Linked DNA regions of Hordeum vulgare: region 1 is linked to region 2. A link is a contact called in public Hi-C data. All regions are on one chromosome and are shown on one strand. Each heading gives the region's core, a stretch centred on a gene start, on an enhancer-like site or on the middle of the called end of the contact. The rest is flanking DNA. Distances are from core to core; before and after follow the strand shown. Region 1 holds the start of LOC123427659 (probable protein phosphatase 2C 44). Region 2 holds the start of LOC123427656 (organic cation/carnitine transporter 7-like).

Evidence for each region. A called contact is a pair of places that touch in the nucleus more often than the background predicts.
Region 1: a Hi-C map of leaf shows a contact between it and region 2, with 3 times the contacts expected there. The contact joins the promoter of LOC123427659 here to the promoter of LOC123427656 in region 2. A contact is called at or near these places in 6 of 6 Hi-C or Micro-C datasets (leaf, seedling and an unstated tissue) and 1 of 1 datasets of contacts at active chromatin or transcription factors (embryo).

The regions. Positions count from the first base shown.
Region 1 is chr2H:603,268,737-603,271,884 of MorexV3_pseudomolecules_assembly, forward strand. LOC123427659 (probable protein phosphatase 2C 44) reads left to right here and starts at 1,688. Exons shown (of 5, transcript XM_045111755.1): 1 at 1,688-2,214. The coding sequence starts at 2,086.
Region 2 is chr2H:603,129,871-603,133,027 of MorexV3_pseudomolecules_assembly, forward strand. It overlaps LOC123427656 (organic cation/carnitine transporter 7-like), which reads left to right and starts at 1,481. Exons shown (of 6, transcript XM_045111753.1): 1 at 1,481-1,769; 2 at 2,832-3,103. The coding sequence starts at 2,832.

The DNA.
Region 1 (3,148 bases), core at 438-2,937, 140 kb after region 2:
TGATGCCCCGCCATTCTTGTTTGCCATTTAGTGTAAGTTAGTGCTTAGTCGCGCCCCCTCTCTTCTCCTGTGGGCGAGGCCCCCATATAATTCCGCAATTAGAGCAACTTCAACGGGCCGACCCAAACGGACATCGATTTCGTTCGCTTTTTGTCCGTTTGGGTCAGCCACGCGGACACGAACGTCCGCTTTCGCAAATGTATCGGTTCGTGCACCCAACGCTGACCGGACCCTTTTTTTGCCGGCAAGAAAAAAGAAGACATAATGCATAATTAAACATTAAAAGCCGACCACGAAGACCGGCGATAATCCACACGTCGCGTCCGCATTACGTTAAATAAAAAACTAAAACTGCATCCATGCAGCCCTAGGCAGCGTCGTCGTCGTCGTCGGGGCCGGTGAGGTCGACCAGCGTTGCCGCAGGGCCGGCCCAGGGGAACGCCGAGTTTCAGAGCGCAACTGCGTGTGCCTCGTCGTCTGCCCCGCCGGCGCAGGCTGTGGCGGTGGCGGTGACAGCGCAGCAGCACGAGCACGCTCCTCCTCCTCCTCCTTCTCCAGCTCCATGAGCCGCAGGCCTTTGGCGCGCTCCGCCTGCAGGTGCACCGACCTCCAATGCTCGAGGTAGGCCTGCTCCTACAGTGGGGTCGCGCTCAGCCAGATGAGCGGCGCGCTGATGAACTCCTGGACGACGCCGGTCCACTGGTAGACCTCCGCGGCAGCGCGGGCTCGGGCTCGGGCTCCGGCGGAGGTGGCATGACGCAGTCGCCGGCGGCCGACAGTGCCATGGCCTCCGCGAGCTGCTTCTGGTACGCCGCCTCCTCTTCGCCCATGCGTCGGGTTTCTTCCTCGCTGTCGCGGAGGACTCCAGCGAGCGTCGCCTGGTAAGCGGCCTCAACCTCCTGGTCCTTGTCGCTAACGACAGGCGAGGGTGGCGGAGGGCCTCCTGGCTGCACTTGGCGCACGCCACAGCGGCTCTGCTCCACCGCGAACCACACCTCCCAGTTAGGGGAGTCGGCCGCGTATGTGGGGTCTCGCCGCTGCTCCGCCGTCAGCAGACGCCTTTGCTTGGTCGCCGACGCGTGGGTCCGAGGATGGCGGCTGTCATAAATTATGTTGACCACGGTGGTTGGGGGCGGACACCGAGGGGCGCGCGCGTCCGCGTCTACGCATTTCAGTCCCAAATTTGGATCGAAAATGGGTTGGCGCGGACGTGAAGCGGACGCGTTTTGACAATGGATCGGCGCGTTGGGTAATCATTTTTCCCCGCGCCGACCCAAACGGACGACCACGGGCGAAATGGATCGTCCCATTAAAGTTGCTCTTATGACTTTCAAAAATATATTAGTGGAGGACTCCACCATTGTCTCAAGGTTAAAAATCAAACAAACAAGAAGAATATATGTGTCCATGAAAAGGAAAGATCCGCGGCGATGTACCGCTCGGTACCTCCGGCAATCACCTCCTTGACGTCCATATGCCGCCATTTCGAGAGAAGGAAAGAAAATGGGTATAGGGAGGAGATGAGGTCCGCGTCGACCATGAACCGCAGGAGAGGCAACCGATGCGGGTCCGACGGCGCAATGAACCGAAGCATGTCGAGAAACCAACCGGGCCGTGGAAGAAAAACCAGTCCACATGGTGTGCCTATATAAATACCTGGCCGGCCTTGCATTGCCGATGACGGTTGATCCGCCGATTTTCCTCCTCCCCCTCATCCTCTCGTAGCGGCACCCACACACACAGTCGCTGTGGGCCGTGGCTCCACCACAAATACTAGTACTCGGCACAACCAACGACCCCAAAGCTTTTCCCGGCCTTGGCCTTCCCACCACAAGTGTCGTCCGTCCGGCCACGGAATCGTCCGGGGAGACGCCAACCCGTCGTCACACACACATCGCCACCAGCCCAGCGGAGTCCACAATAAAACCCAAAAGATCTCTCCATCCTTCCCCCCCACCCCCCACCCCCGCCCGTGTGCCGCTACCTCGCCTCGTCTTCTCGAGCAAGTTTCTCCCTTTCTCCCCGTCTTGTGGCTGTGGCCTGCGGGTGCGCGGGCCGGCGGCGGTTGCTCGTGCTTCTTGGCTTATGGTCGGCCGGATGGAGCGGCAGACGGCGTCGACGTCCTCCGCCTCCTGCTCCCCCTCCGCCGCCTCCTCCTCGTCCTCCTCCTCCTGCGGCGGACGGAAGCGGCCCGACATACTCAACATGATCCGGGTAAGCTTCCACCGCGCCCGCCCTGCCGGGGCTTTAAAAATTGATACAAAAGCTCCTCCTTGCACGCGTATACTCTAGTTGTACATATACACACACTTCTGTTTCGATTTTTTGGGGGTGTTTGATTGAATGAATACAGAGGACAGGTTGGGTTGGGTTGGGTTGGGTGCGTTGATCTGCGAGTTAACTCGTAAAAATTCCTCCTTTTGCTCTACCGAAAATCGATCATCAGCTTCTACAACCGGCGCAGAGGAGATTTCGAGCGATTACCACCACCACATGATTTACTTCTGGCTATTTTTTTACTGCTACTTGTTGGCGGCGGTTAAATAAAATTCTGTAAAAAGGTTGCAACAACTGGTGCAAACTTGGGGTCACAGGATTTGAAAGCTTTGGTTTCTCAAAAAAGAAAAAAGAAGAAAAATAATAATAAAGGGATTTGAAAGGTTTGGTTGGGTTGGCAAGTTCCAAGCCAAGTTGGACTTTGGGAGCATCGCTCCCACTTTTTGACCTGGTGCGGGTGCGGGTGCGGGTGCGGCACTCACGCAAGTCATGCCAGCCGTAAGCAACCTGTCCACCTTTTGGACCCTTCCTTGCACCGCGTCTACGTCCAGTCTAGTCTAGTCTAGTCTAGCCACTACTCCTCCACTAGCCTTAAGCAAAACCCGCAAGGAATCACGCACTGCTGCCTTCGATTTGCTTATAAGTATAAAATTAATAGTAGGACCTAGGAAGGCTCCGTGTTCTATATTTGTTTTAAAATTGTTGGTTTCTTGTGTCGATTTGTGCAAAAGTTATCCAACAGAATAAGGTGCAAGTTTTGAACTCTTAAAATGGTCAGCTTGTTCTCGCCAGAAAAGGGGGTCAGCTTGTTAGATTACTGAAATTCTCATTAGTTGCGATTTACGAGCCTGGCTGATGAGCATGGAACTCT
Region 2 (3,157 bases), core at 231-2,730:
CAATAACGAATGAATTATCTTTCTCTCATACCGGTGGAGATCTGGGTTGGAAATGAACACCTCAACAACACCCGAACGGAGACGAAGAAAATATTTATAACCATGCATGCACGCCTCGCAAAAACCTCATAGGCAAGAAAAGCATATTCCTCATTTTTTTGACGAGAAGAGACGTCTTAGGAGTTAGGATCGACAACATTCAAGGATATTCCCCAAAATCATACTGGACAATTTTTAAAAATAATTTATTTCCTTTGTGTGTACAATTTTTGTATACACGAATATTCAGATGTTTATTTTGTTACTAAGATTATAATTTATATATTTTCTACATTTCTTTTAAAACAAAGAGGTGCAAAATGGGCTGCATTATATGCATTCCATTTAAGCTCTACTTGCGTCCATGTCATATGGGTGGACTTGCAGCCGAACTGCTTGCTAGGTGTAGGTTGTGGGTTTTAGAGGTGATGCCTACCCTTCTTCGTGTAATTCTCACTCTCTCTCCTAAGAGATGAAACCAACTGATCATACAAGTGATAAAATAAAATCACTAGTCATAGAGATGAAAATATAATAAAATGTCGCCTCTCCCATGTCAACATGTTTTTTTTGTGAAAATATATATTTTAAGGTTTTTTCCTTTAGAAAATCAAGCCATACGTCATTTCTCCTTGGTCTAGTGGCTGACAACAAACCCCCACACGCCTAGTAAATGCCGATTCGGTATACCAACAAGATAACCACTACATCTGCACATCAAAACTAAGTTATTGCATCACCTTAATGTATACCAGCTTTACAACCAAAATGATCGTTTGTATCAAGTTCTAGCATCATCAATGTAATTAACACTTATTTCCTCCGTTTCAAAATAAGTGTCTCAAGCCTAATACTTCATTATATCTATGTACTAGAGCTAGTATAAAGTTAAGACAATCATTTTGAAAACAGAGGGAGTATAAAAAAGCATACACCATTATATCTATCTCACATGCCAAACTGTTTTTCTAATTGACTTCCAAGATCACAAATAATAACACAGCAAAATGCACACAACCCTTCTAGTCTAGTAACACATAAAAAGCGCATGCGGCTCTTGGAGTCAAATAGGTAAATGAAAACACGTATGATATCATAGCAACTCGACATCGAATCGTACTGCATCAACTGTTGCCACCCATTTAAGCCCCCCTGCAAATCAAGCATATCCACCGACTGTAGCCTGCCGCTAAACACGAACGAGCAGGAGGACGCAGCACGCAAGCACAGATCAAGTCAAATTCGCGCGCCGAACCTTCGTCCCCGGACACGGTCAAGACCTCTCGCGGCGAGAGCCGTACCACGCCGACGACGCCGTGGCAGCACGCAACGCAAAGCGCGGAAGTCACCACGCGCCCATGTGCCGCGCACTGTACCCCGGCGTTGACCGCGGGCACGTTTCCAAGTTCCAAGCTCCCCCGTTCGGGTCCGGTCATACCGCGGGCTCCATACCGCATCTCCTTCCTCCCCATCCCCACACCGCAGGGGCCACGCCGCCAACCTACGACCCAGACCCGCCATCCATCCCACAACGTCGGAGGAGACAAATCGCCAGACAAGACCCGTCGTCGGTTGATTCCTAACCGGCGCCAAGGGATTCGTTCCGATCCCTCCCCCGCCCATTTCCTTCCCCCGCCCGGCAGGCCGATCCACCACCCCCGTCCTGCCGGATCACGCGCTTCTTTCTTGCGTCGGCGCAGATCCAAGAAACGCACCCCTCCCACCCTCCGGTTTGCTCCCTCTCCTCTTCTTCTTCTTCCTCTCGCCAAGCTCCCGTTCTCGTCTTGCGTGGCCTTATGTGGTGATCCGGACGTGCGTGCATCCGTTTCTTGTTTTGGATCTTGGTCAGGCGGACAGGCACTCGGGCGCCGGGCGCGGGGCGAGGGCCGAGCTTGATATGCTCCCAGCTTGCTGAGGATCGCCGCTGTCCAGGCCACCCTCTGTTCCGGCCGGCGAGCTACCGATCAAAATGGTGAGGATCCACGACCGCCATTTCTTCAGATTCGGCGGTCCCAGCCTGGTGTCGGTCGCGAGCGGCGAGTTGACCGTTTGCTTCGGGAATGCGCAAAGCACATAGAAAGAGATTGACAATGTGATGCGCCGAATGCTTCTCGTCGCTATTGGCATTGATGCTCTCTTGGATTTGTTTTGGTTCTCGTTCGGTGCTTGTTCTGGATTATCACGTGCTTGTTTGGTCACAGTTGGTGGATTGGTTGGTGGGTCTGTTCTTGCTCGCATCCTGCTTGTGTGTGTATTCATGCTTAAGTTGCTTCGACATCAGTGGAAAGCGTGTTTTCAATGCTTTTGGATCTATGATCTATCTAATGTCCGGGGCATCGATGCCTAACACTCATGATGCATGCCGACATCCTGTTTGTTTCTGTGTGTTAACGCTTAAATTGCTTCGACGTTAATAGAAAGTGTGCCTGCACTGCTTTTGGGTCTAGTATGATCTATCTGATATCCAACGCATTGATGCCCAACACATGATGCATCATGCATGAGTTCATCAGTTAGTGGAGTGGGGCAAGAAAAGTGTGTCTCTCCTTTTTTGTATTGCCTGTCCTTTTCTTACATTTTTTCAGACATGTCTTTTCTTTTCTGTCTCATGTTAGATTTTGCATATAAATGGAGGGAATAGGAAATACAAATGTTTATTAAACCTGCCTAATAAATCCCCTAAAATAAATGCACCAATTTTTATTTTCAGCCTTGGACTTAGATATAAGATCTTTAGATTTACTCTGCTGACTGATGCTATATGAATAACAAGTATGATATCTATTTTTCAGATGGAGGACGAACAATCAGCCACATATACTGTGGATGACGCCCTTATATCTTCAGGTTTTGGGAAGTACCAAATATTGATTCTCGCCTATGCTGGGATAGGCTTAATCGCTGAAGCAATGGAGATGATGCTGCTATCATTTGTTGGTCCATCAGTTCAGTTAGAATGGAATCTTACTGCTCACCAGGAAAGCATGATTACAAGTGTTGTTTTTGTTGGAATGCTAATAGGAGCTTACTCTTGGGGTGTGGTCTCAGATAACTATGGAAGGAGGCAGGTCTATTCATTACTTCTTTCATGTAATTTTGTTGCACGAATTACGCATGA